Linked DNA regions of Sus scrofa: region 2 is linked to region 1. The links are chromatin contacts, called in public targeted proximity ligation maps. All regions are on one chromosome and are shown on one strand. The core of a region is the stretch at or near the end of the contact, and the rest is flanking DNA. Distances in the headings are between cores, read along the strand shown.

The links.
Region 2: a contact with region 1 is called in a targeted proximity ligation map of alveolar macrophages, with 4 times the contacts expected there. A contact is called at or near these places in 8 of 47 Hi-C or Micro-C datasets (embryonic fibroblasts, epiblast stem cells, fetal skeletal muscle and 5 more) and 2 of 2 datasets of targeted methods (alveolar macrophages and skeletal muscle).

What each region holds. Positions count from the first base shown.
Region 1 is chr3:101,642,438-101,647,613 of Sscrofa11.1, reverse strand. All of the region lies in intron 4 of GALM (galactose mutarotase), which reads left to right. Among named protein-coding and RNA genes, the nearest start is that of GALM, 38 kb to the left of the region's middle.
Region 2 is chr3:102,015,066-102,020,214 of Sscrofa11.1, reverse strand. ATL2 (atlastin-2) reads right to left here. Exons shown (of 14, transcript XM_005662612.3): 5 at 3,937-3,987; 6 at 3,581-3,637; 7 at 1,458-1,550. Among named protein-coding and RNA genes, the nearest start is that of ATL2, 60 kb to the right of the region's middle.

The DNA.
Region 1 (5,176 bases), core at 919-3,418:
GCCAGATCCTTAATCCATTTAGCAAGGCCAGAAATCGAACTGCATCCTCATGATCACTAGTTGGGTTTGTTACTGCTGAACCACGATGGGAACTCCCTAAAAAACTTTTAGATGCCTTCCAGACGCATCCCCCGCTGTGTCTCACTCACATCTCACCCTGTTTTAATACCCACCTCCCACCCACAGGGACCACCCAATGCCCTTTCCTTGCTACATGTACCCCTACTCTTTTCAAGGCTCATACTTTCTCTTTAGAAATGTTTCCCCACTTCCTGGAAAGAACAGATTCTTTGTTGCTCTTTGCATTTTTGTAATGACGTAAACTGTTTAGAGCTTATGTGCCCACGCTCCTTTATCTTCCTCTCCATTAAGTCTACCCCAGATGAACTATCAGAATTTACTAGTTACAGATCCAAAGTGGGGAGCTAGAAGGGAGCTGCAGGCTGAGTCTCTTTGGCTTGGAGCTAGAGAACATATCTATGCTAAACAGAAAAATGAAACCAAGTAGTAGCCAATCTGTACATGCTATGAACGGCTACTCTTTCCTTTCCCTCTCCACCCCTTGTTAGTCTTTTTCCATCCTTCTCTCTTCTTTACATTTGTTTTAAACAGAGTGTATTAAAGCGGTACCGTATGATAACTGGGATTCAGCAAACCTGGATGCAGCAGGTGTGCTACCCACCAGCAGTGCTCTCAAGTCAACCACGAAAACCCTCTGGGCCTCATAACCTAAACTCTAAAATCTCATTAGATTAGTTACGTTAGTTGAACTCCAAGTTCCTGTCAGTTTCTAATAATGATTCAAAGACCACATGGAACCTCTAACCCAGATAATTTTTCTTGGCCACACCCATGGCATGCGAAAGTTTCTGGGCCAGGAATCAAACCCCGCCACAGCTCCACAGCTGTAACCAGAGCCACAGCAATGATAGTGCTGGATCCTTAACCCACTGAGCCATGAGGAAACTCCATAAGCCAGATATTCTTAGCCAGGGCAGGGTTCATACTTGTATATCTGGGAAGATGATGAAAGAACTTAAAGGGATTCATAAACTCCTGAAATTCTGTGTAAAACCTTGTGTGAGTTGGTTGCATCATCTTGGTCTACAGAGGGGTTTTCCAGTCTTTTTTCCTCTCTTGAGGTAACAATAGTTTATGGTTGCCTTATTATATATTATTGTATATAAGGATAGTCATCATTTTTGAGACTAGCAGTGGTATATTTTCTTCTTTGTAATCTTCAGGGTAGTTTAAAAATTTTTTTTCCTAATTTATCACCATTAAATTCCCTGAAGGGAGCTAGAAGTCTAGCTAGAGAAGGAAAATGGCAAACTAAGAAGAGTAACTTCTCCAAGGTCCTACCCGGAGGAGCTATAGCAGCCAAGACTCTGGGTCAGAAAACCAGCTTTTCTTTCTGCTTGATCAGATCAATGAAATTGTCTTGTAATACTCACCAGCCCTTGTTCAGTCAGGACTGCAGGCCTGGACATCAGTCTGTGGAGTGTGGGAGCAGGCAGGCATGCCGGCCGCTCTATAAGTGGGAAGCCAGAGCATGGTGTTCTATTTGAGTAACACTAAAAAAAGTAAAAACTGGTGATAATTGAATCTTATGGATTATTATTTACCCTGGAGCTGTTTCTTGTATGACAGACTCTCCCAGATGATGTTCAAGGAAGTTCAATACAGAAACTCCAAGGAACTCTCCTGGTAGCAATGAACCCCTCCAAGGGGATGCATTATTGAATCCCTCTCTACAAAATGGCCCCAAGAATGGCTTTATGAGGCTTCAGAATAACATCCAAAGCCACTCATGTTCCCTGCTAGAAAATATCACTGCTACAAGATTGGCAAGCGTGAGCCAGCATGGTGGGAATTTGGCAGGAAGAAAGCTCAGAAATTAGCACTTGGCTAGGTGTTGTATAATTCCTATGAAAATTCCAGACTAACATCAAGTAAGTTTGTCAGAAGGGGAGTTATTTTCTAGAACTCTCACTACCACCCTTGGAGAGCTGGTAGTTTAACACCCACCCTTCCCACACCCCAGGTCTGGACAGATGCCTGGCTCTGGTTCAAACCTGGTGCATAGCAATCCTTAGAGGTCGCCCCATTCTTAAGGGGATGAGAGATGACTGTGGGCTTTGCACCATGGGCCTGAGGCTGACTCAAGTCTCAGACCAGACTTGCTTTCAGTTCAGCTAGCATTTGTGGAACATCCACTGATTGCTAGGTGCTGCCTAAGGCACTGGCCATAGAAAGATGATCAAACACTGTCTGTGGCCTTGAAAAGCTTACAGGGAGTGGAGAATCTAGTGTAGTCAGGGCAGTGCTAGAATTATTGCCCTTGGGCCTAAGGGGAGCATAAAGGCAAGGATTTGAAGAGGCTTTCTTGAAAGCACCCTGAGCTTCAGGAAGCTTCTTAGTATCTGTGAGGATCTAGCCACAAGGAGAGTAAGAGTACTAAGCACAGAATGTGGGAGTGGAGTAGGCTATTAAGCCAAAAGCCACAGAGACAGTTGGGCAGAGTGGAGGCTAGGGTGAGACAAGGGAGGTGCAGCACTGGGGTGCAAAACTTAAGGCAGCACTCACTTTCAGGGTCCTGCAGGTACAGAGTCAGCCTCTGAGAGTGACTGTATCCTTAAATTTTGCACCCTAGCTCCTTGCTTGCCTCACCCTTGTCCCGGCTTTGTAGTTGAGTACAGTCATCATGGGCGTTCTGTGCCATCCTAAGGAGGAGCTAGGATTTTATCTTTAAATCATGGGAGACTTCGAAGCATTTTAAGCCAGGGAATTGACCTAGCGAGACTGGCATTTTACAAATACTAACCCAGCAACTGTTGTGGGTGGGGTTTGACTGGAGCCAGAGATGGATGAAGAGTCTATTTTAATAACCCGAGCAAGAGATGAGGAGGATCTAAATAAGATTTCAGATGGAAGAAATATAGTCTTATAATATTAAGAGGTAAAAACCAGGAGGCCTGAATTGAATATAGAAAATGAGGAAGCAGGAAGGCTGTGTGATGACGCCTAGGTTTCCAGGACAGCTTCTGGGCAGTAGGAATGGAGATAGTAAGTAGCAGGAATAGAGGAGGAGGAGGTGGGATGAGGGATGGGAGTGGATGGAGGAACTATGGATTTGGTCTCAGAGATATTTGAGATTAAGGTGCCTGTGGGGCATCCAGGTGAGGATGTCCAGTAAGCAGTCAGACAGATGGGTACAATGTTTGAGGAAAAATAAGAGTGAGAGTATATTGTAGATTAAGCCATGTGGATTTCCCAGAGAGGAACTGCAGATTGAGAAGAACAGTGGTCTGAGGGCTGAACCCAGGGGAATCTGAGGAAACCCCCCACCAATATTTAAGGTGCAAGAGAGGTTCACAATAAAGATGTCAAGTCAAGTTCCCCTTGTGGCTCAGCGGTAAAAATACCAACTAGTATCCACAAGGATCTGGGTTCAATCCCTGGCCATGCTCAGTGGGTTGTTGTTTCCTTGAGCTGCACTGTATGTTGCAGACAAGGTTCTGATCTGGCATAGCTGTGGCTGTGGTGTAGGCCGGCAGCTGTAGCTCCAATTCGACCCCTAGCCTGGGACCTTCCATATGCCGTGGGTTCAGCCCTAAAAAGACATACATACATACATACATACATACATACATACATACATACAGGTGTCAAGTCAGATGGGCAGAGGAAGAAAGCAAACAAGGAGAGAAAGTGTCTGAAAGTCTTGGAGTGACCGGCTGTGTCAGCATTCCAGATAGGTCCAGCCCAGGCAACCTGGGAAGCATGCCTGTAGTGGTTGTAGTGGCTGTCATTGCGGGCCCATTTTAGAGTGTGACGGTAGAATCCAGACTGTGGCAGTTGGGGGAGTAAACTGGAAGTGAGGCAAGAGGATCAGGGACAATAAGCCAATGAGTGGTTCCCAGCTAAGGCAACTTTTTTTTTTTTTTCCTGGATGCACCTGCACCCATGACATATGGAAGTTCTGGGGCCAAGGACTGAATCCTAGCTACAGCTGCAGCTCTGCCACCGCTGCAGCAACACTGTATTCTTAACCCACTTTGCCTCAGCAGAAACTCCCAGGGAACTACTGAATATGGAGTCCTGGGCCCACTCTAGAGATTCCCATTCATTTACTGCAATGTGGAGCAAGGGAATCTGAACTTATAAAAGCTACCTAAGTGAGCTTAAGAAGCCACTGGTGTTGAATCTGCTTTCTAAAAGCTCTGAAAGGAAGAAGAGGGTGCCTCCATCGGGTGGAGATGCAGGGTCAAGGAAAAGGTTTCTTTAGTGGGGGAGGAGCTGGTTGAGGACAAGTGAAATGTTTGTCAGGTGGTGCCAAGAATCTAGGTGAGGACTGAGACTGTGAATTTGTGGTGGTCTCACTTGGTGCTTTTGGAGGGTTTTCTCCAGTTTCTCTCAGCATCATGGAGTCAAGAGCAGAGAAAGTGGTTTGTGGGATGATCTCAAGTTGGATTTTGTCTGGAAGGAGGGGAGGAGAGGACAGGCTTCAAGGCAGGTCAGTAAGGGTGTTACTAACCAAGTGGCTCAGGTCATAGGCAGTGGATGTGATAAAGGATGTAATAAAGGAGCAGGTAATAAAGGATGTGAGGGCCTTGATGGACGCCTCAGGGACCAGGCACCATGGTGGCACTCAGGAGAGCAGGTCTAGTGGGAAGGCTAGGAGGCTGCAGACAGTGGCAGCAAATGCCTGGATACCATCTTGTTGGGAGCCTATGATGGAAAGATTCTCTGCGTGAAAATGCCTCCTGTGGGCCCAACAGTGAAGGGTAAAGTTGCTTCTCACCTGAAAACATCATGTAACAGTGTTTTAGCATTTTATGCCTCAGATGGCATGTAATATCCAGAAGCAGTGCTGTCCCCCCGCCCCCCCCTGTAAGTAAAATCAAAAAGCGCTCAGTGGAAAGGAAAAAAAAAAAAAAAAAAACCAACAGCAGTAGAATAAAGCCGCAAAACCAATGCATCGGCAGAGTAAAGGGGAAAAACTGCAGCAGAGACAAGCTTTGAGGTTGTGTGATCTATGAAAATTTATAGAAATGTTACCTTAAAAAAAAAAATCCCAAGGTACTTAACTTGCCAACCACTGGAATGAAGTCAAAATTCCCACCCAGGGTGTTACTTTTAATTATCATTCTCTTTATGTTGTTTCCTAAAATAA
Region 2 (5,149 bases), core at 1,610-4,109, 370 kb before region 1:
AATATTGGGCAAAAGAATACATACTGTATGTGATTCCTTTCATAAAAAAAAAAAATCCAAAAATAAAGCCTGTTTGAGGTCAAAATGGTAGTGAAGGGTTTGTGAAGTGAGGGGGTTTGTGGATAGAGGTAGGTGCTTCTGTGGTTACATGGTTCAATTTGTACAAATTCATTAAGCTGCCCACTTATGGTACTTTTCTATATCGCTTCAGTAAGATACAGTAAGTTTAAAAACCTTGTCTCTGGAGTTCCTACTGTGGCAAGTGGGTTAAGAATCCAACTGCCGAGTCTCAGGTTGCTATGCAGGTATAAGTTTGATCCCTGGCAGTGCAGGAGGTTAAAGGATCTGGCCTTGCCACAGCTGCAGCACAGGTCACAGCTGAGGTATTTCTATATGCCGTGGGTATGTCCATAAAATTAAAAAACAAATAAGAACCCCCCAAACCTTACTGTCTTTGAAGTACATAATTAATGAATTTAGTTAGTATGCCTGATGTGTTTTGTGTTAATTTCCTCTGAACAAAGCAGAGAAAATGCTGATGAGTGAAATTATCTCTGACAGTCTGGAAATGCCTTTCAAATAATCTAAGAATGAGGACTTAGTTTTAATCTCATTTTAGGATTAAAAAAATTACGCTGTATCTTAGGTCTTCGAATGTGGTTGAGAAGCTAAATGCATCTTTTCATAGGAAAGAAACAAAATTTTATTACCGAAAGAGAGAAACCTCCTACTTATGAAGAAAGGGATTTTTATGTACCTTTTGCGGATGTCAGTAGTGGGTCGTATTTGGGCTTGAGGGTTTCCCAAAATACTTCCATGGGAGGGCACCTTTGATGAGGTTACTTCCAGGAATGCACTGTGTGGCATTTTGCATTGGCCAGGCCAGGAGTCTGGATATTCACGTCCCACTCCCAGTTATCAATAATTAGTTAAGTGACCAAAAGCAAATCACTTTTCTAAGTCCCAGTTTTGGAGATAAATGTTTAAGATCCCTTTTTAGTGCTACATGCTGCAACTCTATGAGATAGTATTCCTTGGAAAGCGTCTCACAGTATTTGCGCTCAATGCATGCACATTAGATTATCCAGCTTGTCCCAAATGTTCAGAAGTTCAGCTGGGCCAGAAAGAAACATGCATGCAATATGAATAGATCAATAAGTTAGTCTACTTCAAACTTGTATCCTTTGAATATTAATTTACTGAAGAGGCAGGTGGCTCTGGAGAGAAATATTTGTTCCTTTATTTCTGTTCAAGGGCATTTCTATTATTCCCTTTAGCAGGAGTGCTACCGACTTACTTCTCATCAGTTACACATGGAGTTATCCGGGCTAACTTGGGACACTCAATTTGCTACGATGATAACTTAGAGACTTGCAGTCTTAAGCAGTAGTCCAAGCAGCCCACTCCTTCACCTGGCTTAGTGCTTATGCTCTCCTTTCTAAGAAACAGGGGCTTACCTGCAATCTCTTTTCAAGGAATTGTTTTCCACCTTCCAAACCATATGAATGTTCATAAGGATAACTCCAATCTCGAATCAAAAACATTAATGTCTACAGAAAGGGGAAAAAAATCATTTCCTATAAAATTTTACAAAATATCACTACTTTAATAACTGAAGCATCTCTTACTCCCCCGAACAATCCTTTTCAAAAGTTATAGTAACCAAATGGTTTAATACTACTCATAGTTCAGCAATCCCACTCCTGGGCACCTACCCAGAGAAAACCACGACTCGCAAAGACACATGTACTCCAATGTTCATTGCAGCACTATTTACAACAGCCAAGACATGGAAACAACCTAAATGTCCATCGACAGAGGAGTGAATCAAGAAGATGTGGTACATATACACAATGGAATATTACTCAGCCATTAAAAAAAAATGAATACCAGCATTTTTAGCAACATGGATGGACCCAGAAACTATCATGCTAAGTGAAGTCAGCCATACACTGAGACACCAACATCAAATGCTTTCACTGACATGTGGAATCTGAAAAAAAGGACAGACTGAACTTTGCAGAACAGATGCTGACTCACAGACATTGAAAAACTTATGGTCTACAGAGGAGACAGTTTGGGGGGTGGGGGGATGTGCTATGTGCTTGGGCTGTGGGATGGAAATTCTATGAAATCAGATTGTTAGGATCATTATACAACTACAGATGTGATAAATACATTTGAGTAATAAAAAAATAAAATAAAATAAAATAAAATAAAGCAAATAATACTACTCATAGTTATAACAAGAGCCTACATAAGCCAACAACAGTCTCAGCTCTTATACCAAGCAATTACCTCCATTTGAGAACCTCAACTCTATATAAAGAGTTACCACAAGCAATAACATAGGATTTTAAAAAATAAACAAAAGGCATATCAGGGTATATGGATCATAAGTTTAAGCCAAGGTTGTGTAACAAGACCAACTAACCTAATTAGAGCAAGCAATTCTTTCACAGAATTTTTTATTCATATATGCTTAGGTTTCTCAACTAAGCACGACTGACATTTTATGAGTCAGATAATTCTTAGCTGTGCTTGGCTGTCCTACTCCTACACATTTTAGGATACTGAACAACACATCTGGCCTCTATAAACTAGAAGCCAGTGGCATTAACTTCCTCCACAAAACTGTGACAACCAAAAATGTAGCCAGACATAATGGCAAACGCCCTCTGGGTGGCGATGTTAACCACGAAAAAGTGATATAGGCCAAAGGAGAATATATTTCATCATATACACAAAATGACACCATAAGCTACCCAAATATTTCATAAAAGTGATTACTTGAGCCAGACAAGACTGAGGCAGAATCAGTGTAAACCTACTAAGAATCACCAGTGACACTGTCATACAGGAAGGACTTCACACACTGATGAACAGCGTGGTCAGTCTCACCCACTATGACACAACTAACCAAACAGTGCTATGTCAACTTATAAATTACATTTACTTCAAAAAAGAAACTATCTGAAATTAGCTTCATTTTTTTTTTTTTTTAAATCTCTGCCATGATAAGACTCCACAGAAGCAAGCAAAGCAAATGCTTCTCAAATAACTCTACCCAGGTTAATTTCTGGCTTAATATTCTGTACCTAGCATTTAAAAGAAATGAAAAAACATAAGGGGGGAGAGATACAATAAATTCCAAAACTCTTCTATTTGAAACAAAAATACAGAACAACAGGTCTAACCTCAACTTGTAATACACCACACACACAACACTGTTACTACTAGATAGTAACACTGTCTAGTAGTTTATCATGCATAAAAGAAACTTACACAACTGTCTCAATTTTTGGAATTAACATCTAATTAGGAGAAACATTACTAACTTCTTAATCTAATCTAAGTAAAAAGTATTAAGAATCAATCTAAATCCATTTGTTCTATTTCCTATCCTGTAAGCTGCTACCGAGAATTGGTGATGACATTGACATTAACAGTTTCAACTCTGCTTGATTTGCTGCTAAAAATTAGTTTGGCATAAGGTCCTCATGTCTTCAGAGTTCCAAGATGATATATATGACTTACTAATTTTTTAATAAATTTTTTAAATGATAAAATATTTATTTACCTGAAATGGTTTCTGGTAGATTTCTTCCATTGCAAGTCTGCCATACTCTGTAAATAACTATTAAATCAAATTATTTAAGATAATGCCCCCAAAGAGGTTGAAAGAAGACATCTATGAAGCTGTTCTATATCAGATCACTAGCTATCAGAGCTCTTAAAATCACTTGAAAGCCAAACATTTAATTTTTTAAGACTGATCATATATTTAAATTTCTTCTAGTTAAGAAGTTGTACATCAACTTAAAACCATATAATAATCAATCTTCTTACAATATCATAGGTTCTTGGTGTAAAGTCACCGCATAGTGGGAATTAAATTTTTAATACTTTGGCACACATTCTTTGAGACATACATACTTGCAAGTGTTGAAGATCATCTTCTTGAATATTTTGAGACAAATTATATACCTGTTAAAACAAAATTTTGTTTTTATTAGTGCTTTACTTTGAATACTCAGCTGTGTATAACCTTCCCTGTGGAAGTGAAGGCTATTTTATATCGTAGCACAAATGAATGATTCAGTCACTATCTTAACTAGTGGTCCATGTAAAGGATGTTCTTTTTTTTTTTTAACAGTCAGGATAAAACTTTAAAGGGAAAGCAGTAGTTGTAGATTATATAAAAATTATGAATACACACATATGGGGCAAAGAAAACAGCAGACTTTTTAAAAGTAATTATACAGTAAGTTTCTTTAATGTTATGAACATGACTCTTTTTTTAAATGGCCGCACCGTGGCATATGGAAGTTCTCAGAACAGGGACTGAATGTGAGCCGCAACTGCGACCTATGCCATAGCTTCGGCAACACTAGATCCTTTAACACACTACACTGGGCCAGGGATCAAACCTGTACCTCCACAGCAACCTGAGCCACTGTAGTCAGATTCTTAACCTGCTGCACCACAGTATGAACTCCAACATGATTTTTTTTTAAGTTAAGAATTTCCCCAACTATTTTTCTTTTCTTTTTCCAGCATATGGAAGTTCCTGGGCTAGGGGTCGAATCAGAGATGCAGCTGCAACCCTACACCACAGCCACAGCAGTGCCAGATCCAAGCTGCATCTGTGACCTATGCCACAGGTTGTGGCAATGCCAGAATCCTTAACCCACTGACGAGGCCAAGAATCGAACCCAAATTCCCACAGATATTATGTTGGGTTCTTAACCTGCTGAGCCACAATGGGAACTCCATCCAAGTGTTTTTCTAAGTCAATAAATGTGAAGGGCATAGTTCTGTAAAGAAAATTCCTCCCCAGAACATTCGTAGTATACAGTTAATAGCTATTCAGTGGGTGCCTCAACTACCATCAACTCTAATATGGTTCTTTTTACTTAGGCAAACTGATCGGTCTAAATAACTTAACATGAAAATTTTATCAGACTATAATAGCTAAAAAAACAAAACAGTAGGTGGCACTCTTGCCCTTTTTCCATTTTTTTAGGAGGCTTCCTAGGCACATAGACCAGAGCTGATAATGCAGTTAAGTACTCACAAGAAAAAAAAATTGGAGAAAAGATTCACTAGGTCTAGTCCTTCTGAGTCAGGTCTTTAAAAGATGACCTAG